Regions from separate parts of the Zea mays genome. Here region 2 is linked to region 1. Evidence: chromatin contacts called from public Hi-C data. All regions are on one chromosome and are shown on one strand. The core of a region is the stretch at or near the end of the contact, and the rest is flanking DNA. Distances in the headings are between cores, read along the strand shown. Region 1 holds the start of LOC100284399. Region 2 holds the start of LOC100283855 (nucleoside diphosphate kinase 4).

Evidence for each region. A called contact is a pair of places that touch in the nucleus more often than the background predicts.
Region 2: a contact with region 1 is called in a Hi-C map of bundle sheath, with 3 times the contacts expected there. The contact joins the promoter of LOC100283855 here to the promoter of LOC100284399 in region 1. A contact is called at or near these places in 2 of 25 Hi-C or Micro-C datasets (bundle sheath and tassel).

The regions. Positions count from the first base shown.
Region 1 is chr6:179,987,571-179,992,378 of Zm-B73-REFERENCE-NAM-5.0, forward strand. LOC100284399 reads left to right here and starts at 1,859. Exons shown (of 2, transcript NM_001371990.1): 1 at 1,859-2,057; 2 at 2,167-2,928. The coding sequence starts at 1,985. The coding sequence ends at 2,744. LOC100383316 (argonaute104) reads right to left here. Exons shown (of 23, transcript NM_001361992.1): 14 at 4,770-4,808; 15 at 4,548-4,682; 16 at 4,296-4,423; 17 at 4,143-4,208; 18 at 3,907-3,970; 19 at 3,705-3,816; 20 at 3,550-3,623; 21 at 3,375-3,469; 22 at 3,261-3,292; 23 at 2,866-3,175. The coding sequence ends at 2,997.
Region 2 is chr6:180,476,336-180,481,143 of Zm-B73-REFERENCE-NAM-5.0, forward strand. LOC100283855 (nucleoside diphosphate kinase 4) reads left to right here and starts at 2,192. Exons shown (of 7, transcript NM_001156753.1): 1 at 2,192-2,582; 2 at 2,738-2,863; 3 at 2,960-2,997; 4 at 3,191-3,241; 5 at 3,383-3,550; 6 at 3,629-3,741; 7 at 3,833-4,149. The coding sequence starts at 2,489. The coding sequence ends at 3,956. LOC100382313 (CCT motif family protein) reads right to left here. Exons shown (of 4, transcript NM_001175062.1): 2 at 4,793-4,808; 3 at 4,546-4,683; 4 at 4,184-4,465. The coding sequence ends at 4,364.

The sequences.
Region 1 (4,808 bases), core at 609-3,108:
AACCGTTGTAATAAGTTAGCACTTGATGCTACCCGGGTATGTAATAATAAATACTACTTGGGTTGTATGCTTAAAAGTTTGCTAATGTATATTATCTTATTGTAAAGTCTTCCGCTCAACTCCTGTGTTTAAAGTTTATGTTCATGTCTCGTTATTGTAATATTTACAACTACGGGTGAATGGTCCTTGGAAATGAACGAGTTCATCGAAACTCGGCACCCCGAGTAAGTTATCTAATTCACTTACATATCTATCCGAGGTCTTGAAGGCAAGGATTGGTATACGTAGGTCCGATAACTTGGTTGGGTTGTGACACATTCGTCCTTGGGTGTTGTCTCTTTGGGATAACAGACCAAGGATGAAGGTAGTGTTGGGCACTTGCTTTTGAATCCTCCGGGATGTCAAAAATAAGACAACATAAACTAGTACGATGCTTGCTTCTTCCTTCATTTAACCCCTTTCCGAAGGTTATATGAGAGAAGAAGGTGGCAAGTAAAAAAATCACATATCTCTAACAAGGATACAAAGTGCAAATAATAAAGAACAAGTCCTCTAACTTATATGCATATTCATCTCAAATTCCATTCCTGGCAATGTGATAAACAATTACAAGCATACCTTTGGCTTTACACGAATAAGATCTCGAAGGTAACTTCGGAAGCTAAATAAATGGGAGTATTCTCCCCCCAAAAAAGATGAACAGTGCATGACACTGTTTCTCTATTTATAAACTCGAGACATAGCTCAAGTAAAATTACAATTATATCCTTAATTCCTATACATTCATTCTAATGTACATGTCAAGGGTAAAGTCATCCTTCTCCTCCTCTCGACTTAGTTTGTCGTCGCCCATAGGACCTTCGGAATTAGCTTCGTCCGAAGCATGTTCACAATGATCACCAAAGTCTTGGTGCGCGCCCTGGTCGAAACCTACCTTCGGCATTTGCCCTTCAGCATTAGTCTAATACATTTGTAGCAAAACAGAATAGTTACTTAGTCTAATACCTAGAATCTTTGACTATCCAAGCATTTAAGCAAGTGAGCCTCACCACTGTAGGCTTTAATTAAGACGTGAATGAGCTCATTCGCCTCCTTTTTGAGGGTCTTATTTTCACCTGTAAGTGAGGTATCACGAGTAAAACCATCACACATAGATGATAGTGTTGTAGCACTATAAGAGGGGGTTAGTTGGAACGACAACAAATAGGATATTAGGTTGACACCAATGTGTCTAATGAAATACTGGAGGACGTTTTGCTAGCATGCGGTATAATTTTCCCTAGACGCAGTCACCGTACAATGCATGGTTTATTGTTTTATAGAAACATAGAATACTTAATTTATTTTTTATGCTGATATGATATAATGTTTTAGTTATAATGTACAGAATTTATTTAGAATGTGGACTTACAAAATGTGTTGTCAATGATATTATTATAGCTGATAAAACTAAATTGCCAGCATCATGATATGTGCTTTGGAAGGAAATGTTTTCTTGCAAACTTGGTAACTATTAAATTAAACATTTATTTTGATTTAGTCATGTTTACATAGTATATATTATTGCAAATAGCATTATGTTTACTTTATTTGATAGTGATAGAAGTTTGTAATTAAGAAATATATACATGACGTGATTCATCGAAATATTCAATTACTCTCCATAATATCTTGAATCAATATTCGAGTAGATTTAAGTTTGTAAGAAAACACAGCAAAAGGAAGAAAAAAAAAGGTGGTGGTTGGATGATTGGGGAGGGAGGCCAGGCCGGTGCCCTGTTGGTAGAGGGAATGAGGGATAGTGGGATTCCAAGCCAGCCACCGTCTGGTTGGGAAAGTAAAAGCAGGTTCGTTCTCGGGTTTTGATTGGGATTGGGTTCTGCTTCGCTCTAGCTAGCTGTTGGTCGAATTCCATCCATTTCTTCCGTTGCATCGGCCCCTCCCTTCCTTCTCTAGTTCCCTTCCCTTAGTATTAACTACGACGATGGTGGTGGATGCTGGTGTTGGTGTTGGCGGCGGCGGCGGCGGCGCCGGGACATGTGCCGTCGGAGGATTCGGTACTCTCTCCCACCTTTTCTCTCAGCCAATTATTATTACGGATTGGCCGCCCGAGATTGGATCTACTAACTAATATATCTGGATCGGAATCGGATCGGATTGCTGCAGCAGTCTGGGACGTGCTGCTGTGGCGCCGGGGCCGCGCCGACGTGAGCGCCTGCCTGCTGGCGGGCACCGTCTCCTCCTGGCTGCTCTTGTACGGCGGCTACACCTTGGTGTCCCTCGCCTCCAACGTGCTGCTCCTGCTCCTCACCGTGCTCTTCCTGTGGGCCAAAGCGGCGCGCCTCCTGAACAGGCCGCAGCCTCCCGTCCCGGAGCTGCGCGTTCCGCAGCAGGCCGTGGACGAGGCGGCGGCGCTGCTGCGCTCTGCTCTGGACGCCGCCTCGGACGCTTTCCGGGACATCGCTCTGGGCAGGGACTCGCTGCTCTTCTACAGAGCCTTCCTCTGCCTGTGGAGCGTGTCCATCGTCGGCAGCGTTACAGATTTCCCGACCGCCTGCTACGCAAGTGTGGTGGCCGCTCTGACCATCCCGGCGCTGTACCACAGGCACCAAGAGTGCATCGCCACCTACTTGAGCTTCGCCTACATGAACCTCCGGATGTACGAGATGGCGTACGAGAGGCTGTCCATGAAATGCTTCGTCAAGGTCAGGGACTGGACAATGGAGCTACTCAAGGATCCATGATCCCTTGGTTGTTTGCGAGCGAGTGAGTGCTTCAGGTATAGAGTAGATTGATCGGTAGATAGAATAGTGGTGGTTTTGATTGATTGATGCTGACTCTTGTTGTTTGATCGATCAGTGCTCTGGTAGATATAGTAGTGGTTTTGATTGTTTGGACTTTAGCATGCAAACATTAAACATTCTTTCTACAGCCTTACTAACTAGGCCTTACTAACACAAAACATGGAGCTCGATCCTGATGCGCACGCACATCAGCTAGCAGAAGAACATGGAGCTCCTGACTTTGTCATGCAGGCGAGGCAGCTCCGGCACAGGAGCACTGCCAGCCGAGGTATGCCCTCCTCCCTGGCTGGAGGACGCGTCTGACATCTCCTCCAATCTCAGGAACGTGCTCACCTGGGCTGCAGCGAGGTGGGCGTAGCACACTGGAGCAACTGCAAACACAAAAACAGACACTAGAAAAAAATCAACCTGCTGTCCCTGTGCTGCACAAGATGGCTTTAGATTCAAGCGGCCTACCCACTGAGATGGCTGTCGTGCTCCTCTGGTACCTGCACAGCAGGACACGCAGCGTAAGCACAAAACACACACACACACACACAGCCAAAACAGCATTTTACTACTACTACTTACACGTAAGAGAGCGAATGAACAAACTCCTGCATCTCGTCGGCACTGAAACCTATCTCGTCGTGCAGAACATGATAGTGGGTCGGCCTTGTTGTTCCCTGAGACGAAGAACCATCTAGGATTCAGAGACAAGAACAAGACAGCAGCATCTTTTTGCTCAATTCTGAGATCAACTCACAATCATCCCAGCATGTGCACACATGTAGAAGTCGAAGTTCTTAGGATGGCAAACTTTACTATCCACCACAGTTCCTGCGTAACAAACAAACACATTTATTATTGTCACCGCATCTCACCACACTCCCTTTAGTATGACAAAAATAAACATATTACCAGGAAGAACATTGTCTGGTGATGCCGTCTGAAAGAACTTGGTGTGGTGGTTCTTTTGAGCAACAATCACAGTGAACTTGGGTGACCACTTCTCATCCAGAAACTTACATGCCTGCATTAATTACAAGGATGTGTTACCTTGCAATTCGTTCCTGAACTAAGCAAGCAAATGTGCAAAGGACGAATCAAACAAATGTATTACCTCGATGATCTGATCCAGCTCAATGTTGATGACCTGGGTAAACTGACTTTCACTGACTCCATCCCTAAAACCCAGCAAATGGTTACATTTACGCCACGGCGGCTAAGAAAGTATCAATAATCCATCCCAGCAAAGAATGTACCATACATACTTCTCAAAACAAAAACAAAAAAAAGAATTTGTTTCTACAAAAAGATTTAGTGATACAAGCTAACAATAACCCCAAAGCTTCAGACCTGAAAATAATTATGTGTTCTGGTTTTCGCTTTCCAGAGCTAGTGTAGAAGTCGATCAGTGATTCCCTGGAAGTCCCAAATACGAAGATAAACTTAGCATCCAAAAGTCATCACGCTTACCATACATCAACATACTAAGAAGATATCTCTTACCGGATGAGGCCATCATCATCAGTACCCCGCGGCTTAAACAACGAGGACATCATTTCTAGTCTGGCAGATTGGGTGTGCACTGATGCTCTATATCTAGAGATAAGAGGCCATTGACGAGAACTAACCACCTAAACAAAGAAGAAAGGTATGGTTTACATCAGATTAACAGACATCCATTTCACATATTTTACAAAACCACTCAGATTCCATGTGGGCAGAAGAATTGTACAAGTAAAGGTACACCCATCTTACCGCTGCAACCGAAGGTCTATCTTGTCCTGGATGACCATGTGAAACATCCATACCTAAGATGATGGTGGGTACTTGCGACACATGTGGTATTGACGAAGATGCTTCAACTTGCAGCAACGAGTTCAGACCACCAAGCTAGTTAAAAACAGAGGAAAGAGGATAATATAATCATGAACCAGGGAACAATACAGTGCAAAAGAAAGACAAAATCATGTCCCAAACCTTTGCATTGATCTTCATCAGCAAATTAAGCAGGTACGG
Region 2 (4,808 bases), core at 942-3,441, 490 kb after region 1:
TTTAGTTGTTTCACTGCTACATTGCAACCATCAGTATCATGCAGACTTCGATATATGTCATGATTTGCATGGTCTCATTATTGAAGAGCACGTGCCACACCTGCCGGTAGAAGTTCCATCGTACATCGTTAGTCATCAGGCACGCACCACCATACACGCTTGCTTAAACAAAAAATGCAAGTGTGTGTTTGCGAAGAGAATTAAAGGCAGGCCGGCACAAAAGGTACCCCGACGATGGCGAGTGGTCATTGTTGTCGGTCCACCTCTGCTCACCTCCGGTGTCGAGATGACGCCACAATCCTTGATATAATAGTCGTCGAACGCGCGCGATATGGTGAGTACCGATCACTCTTGTCTGGGCTGCCAAATGAAGTGCACCCCGGGCTCATCAGCGAGGTAGTACACCTGGTCGTTGCACCACCGGATGTGCTACTCCTCTACATACATCTTGTTCGAGGACACTCACACAACAAAAACAATGGTCGTCATTCCAGCGCACAAGAATTCATGGCCGATCATTAGCGACTTACGTGGCAGGTTAGGCTTCAGGTGGATAATGAGCTAGACGGCGTGATGGCGTCGTCGTAGGTTGCGATGCCCAGAATAACCCGAGAGTCGTCGACATTGGCGACGACCATGAGGTCCCCATGTTTGACGATGGACAGCGCGGTGCAGCCGCTCTGGACCACGTCCAAGCGGCGGCTGCGCCGGAGCTTGCCGTACACAGCGGCGCATGGGCCATGTAGGACTGCTTCCAGAGGTCGAACTGGCAGTCGCCAAGTTTCTTCTCGTCGTCGGTGAGCGACGCCAACGTGAGCGCCTCGTGCTATTGGTGTTTGTTCGGGGTTTCCAAGTAAGAAACATGGATTCACCTTTGGCATTGGTTTATGAAAATGATTTATAAGTTAGATCCATGGAAAAATATTACGAAGAATAAATGTTACACATGCAAAAAAATATTTAAGTTGAAAACATTATTCAAACAAAAGAAATTGCATGCAAGGCTCTTCTTTAAATACTACTCCCTCAATCCAAAAATATAATTTAATAATCTCAGTGATACTTATCTACTACTACACATTGTGCAAGGGTAGCATGTAGGCTTCGGGAGAGATGTATTATATGTTTTTACTATAATAGATGTAGATATAAACACACATGTGGTGTAGTGGTAGCTACAAACACATTTATTTGAGAGGTCGCGGGTTCGAATCCCTTGGAGCCTGTTTTTTTAATTTAATTTTAGCTAGGCGTGGGATGCACGTGGGAATGAGAATAGGCTTTGTGGGAGGGAGAATAAGAAAGACACGGAATGGAAATGTGAATGCCCTTTGCAGGGAGGGGGAATGAGAGGAATGGGAATGAGAATGACAGAACACGGAATGAGGCAGCCTACCCCTTACCGTCTTAATAGGTAGTAGAGATTATATAAAAGGTCAAATGAAATCTTCGTGAAACAATGAAAGGCTTATAGGCATGTCTACATGGTGCCGAGACCAGCTAGCGTGATGGCAATCCAATTGAGGTCGTTCATAATCTCCTTGAGGTAAAAAAAGGGGAGAAAACATCGGAGCCGTCAGCAAAAAACCATAAGCGATCCAATCACCACGTGCACAATGCAGAGGAACAAGAGGCGAGAGGCAACGCACCGAGAGAGCGTGGATGCAGCACAGATCAAATACCTAAACACGATCGGTCTTTGCTGTGAAGGGCAGACCCGACAGATTCCCAATTTGTGGTGCCAAACCCAATCACCCTAAACAGCTCAACCATAACAGCTCAATCGCCAGCAAATTCGATGCAGGGACCGACGGTTAATTTGGGAGGGTTATATTGAGTTATGTCTAAAATTCTATTGGTCTATTGGACTTCTATTGTATTTCGATTTTTTTTTGGTTAATTCAGTTTTTTGAGATCTATAATTGAAATTATCTTAATTATTTCAAACATGGAACTAAAATTACTGACGGTTAATTTGGTTCGGTTATTCAGCTTTGGTTTATTTCGCCCGGGCCTATTTAGTGCTCCCTAACTCAGTTTTGATCGATAGTGTTAATGGTGTGAGCGTTCCTAATCTGCTGCGTTGAAGGAAGAAGAGGGAGATGGGGACTCCGATCTGTTGGTGTCAGAAGGAGAGACGAGTCTGCGAAGGAAGGAGTGAGATCCGATCCAGTCCAGTCCAGTCCAGTCCAACGGAAACCTTTGCGTTTTTTAAGCGAGCCACGCCAATAACGGAGAGGCATGCACCGACGATCGGCATTTCCTTCCAGTGGCGGTGAGAAGGGAAAGGGAGGACAGCAGAGCAGAGGTCGAGCATCGCATCGCATCGCATCGCGCGCTTTGCCTGCCGCAGCGGCTAACGAACGCGTGGATCATCCCTTCTATTATTAATTAATTGGGAGGAGTGGGAGTGATAGCTGCAGCACCCAGCGCCCATCACTGAGCCCATCCGGAACCCTAGCCTCCTCGTCGTTGAATCCACCACACCATGAGCGGGAGCGCCTCCAGGAAGCTCTTCCAGGCCGCCAGGTCCATCGTCCTCTCCGCTTCTCAACGCTCCTCCTTCTCCGTCCTCGCCGCCGGTATGTATCCTTGGCCCTTGGACCCCTGTGGAATGTCATGGAATCTAATCCATTCCAAACCAAATCACGCCGCGTCTTTGATATGATGTGATTGATTGTTCAAAGGTTTCAGCTTTTTATATATTTTATCCGTCTTTGATGTTCTCGATGTGCAGAGGGCCGCACCGCCGCGCTCGCCAACTTTGGCAGGAAGATCCTCCCCAGCGCCTGCTCCTACCACAGGCAGGGATCCCACGCCGCGTCGGGATGGGGAGCCATCGCTGCCGCAGTCCCCGCCGCAGGTCAGTCCAGTCGTCGATCAGATTCGACCCCCCCCAAGCACTCTTGATCCGATATGCTTGCTTAAATGAATGACAAATAGTCCTTTCCTCATGCAGTTTACATGCTCCAGGACCAGGAGGCTCATGCTGCAGAGGTACCTACCCTGGATCCCTCATTCTCTTCTTTTTATTTTTATTTTTTCACGCATTCTGGGCTATATGTCAGGCAGGGGGTAGGCCAGCTCAAAATGATCGAGTGGGCTCCCATGTGATTTTGTCATCCTAGTGACAGAAATTTTCTCCCTTTTTTTTTCTCAAGCTCACAACACTCCTCTGCTGTGATTCCAGATGGAGCGCACTTTCATCGCCATCAAGCCCGACGGCGTCCAAAGAGGCCTGGTCAGTACTAGCAACTGTCACAGCACCATAGTTTCTTCAGATGCAATCCTAATAACCAGTTTCAGTTTGCATGCACTCTGTTCTTGACCATATAGCAATTATTATTTGGAATTTCTTCAGACATCTGCTCTGTTTATTCAGATTTCTGAGATTGTGAACCGATTCGAGAGAAAAGGCTACAAGCTTGTTGCCATCAAGCTGATTGTCCCATCCAAAGGATTCGCTGAGAAGCACTACCATGATCTCAAGGAAAGGCCTTTCTTCAACGGGTTGTGTGACTTCCTCAGCTCTGGCCCTGTACTTGCAATGGTAAGAAGGAACGAACATCCCTACAGAAAGAGTTGTGCTTACATACATGGACAACAAAAGGTGACTGATTTTCTCTAGGTTTGGGAAGGAGAGGGTGTCATCAAGTATGGGAGAAAACTAATTGGTGCCACAGACCCACAGAAATCTGAACCAGGAACCATCAGGGGCGATCTTGGTGTTGTTGTGGGAAGGTTAGGTACCTTACCTTTTCTCTTGAGGTTTGCGTTTCGCATCATGCAAGCTTATTACAACAAACTCACAAGCTTGTTATGAACACACCAGAAACATCATTCATGGAAGTGATGGCCCGGAGACAGCAAAGGATGAGATCGCCTTGTGGTTTGAACCCAAGGAGCTGGTCTCTTATACCAGCAATGCGGAGAAGTGGGTCTATGGGGTGAATTAACCAGCGACTAAATCTCTTGAGGTTTGCTTTTTTCTTTTCAGTTTTCACATAATTGCCGACAGACCAAGGCAGGATGTAATAAAGTAGCTACCGTCACCTATTACTTTTGAGTTGGATTGATTGTGGTGCAGTAAGGCACAAGGAAAGGAAGGAATACACCGTGAAATTTGTTAATCTTCATGAGTCTGTTTTTGCTCTTGTTTTCAGTAAGGCACAAGGAGTGCAGTGCCAAGCAAGCAGAGGGGAGAGCTGAGTTTTATTGCCATCTTCATTCAAGCCTTTGTACAGGGGCTAGCTAACCAACTAGACTACCACCACTTTCAGCTCTTAACTCCCTCGGCTCGCACCAAAACGGCTGGGTAGAGGAGGTGGATTTTGAACAGCTGAATGATCGACTGAACCTCCATCTAAGTGCTTGAATTCAGCAGCAGCAGGTCGCATTCTTCGATCTTGGCAAATCTCCCTCTCACCCTTGGCTGGCTGTCTGCCAGAGCCTTCCTACAAGCATACTGCAAAGCCCAAAAAAAAAAACGTTGTACCTGTTACTGTCAAAGTTCCTACAAGCATACCAGAACAACTAGTGTAGTACCTTAATCTTCCTGCCAAAGTTCCGCTTGATCTTCTTTTTTCTATACCTGGAAAGCTTTTGCTTCCTTTCTTCGGTCTTGAGGTCACTGATGGTCACACAAACATTTGCTGCTGGTCGAGGCGTGTTGGCTCCAAGGTTCTGTCAGAATTGGAAATGTAAGTGCGTTCTTTTCCCCATGACGAGTAGGATATAGCAACTTCCTTGTTAGAACAGAACAGTACAGGAGAAAAGGAGGTGCTTATCAAACCTGAATGTCTCCTTCA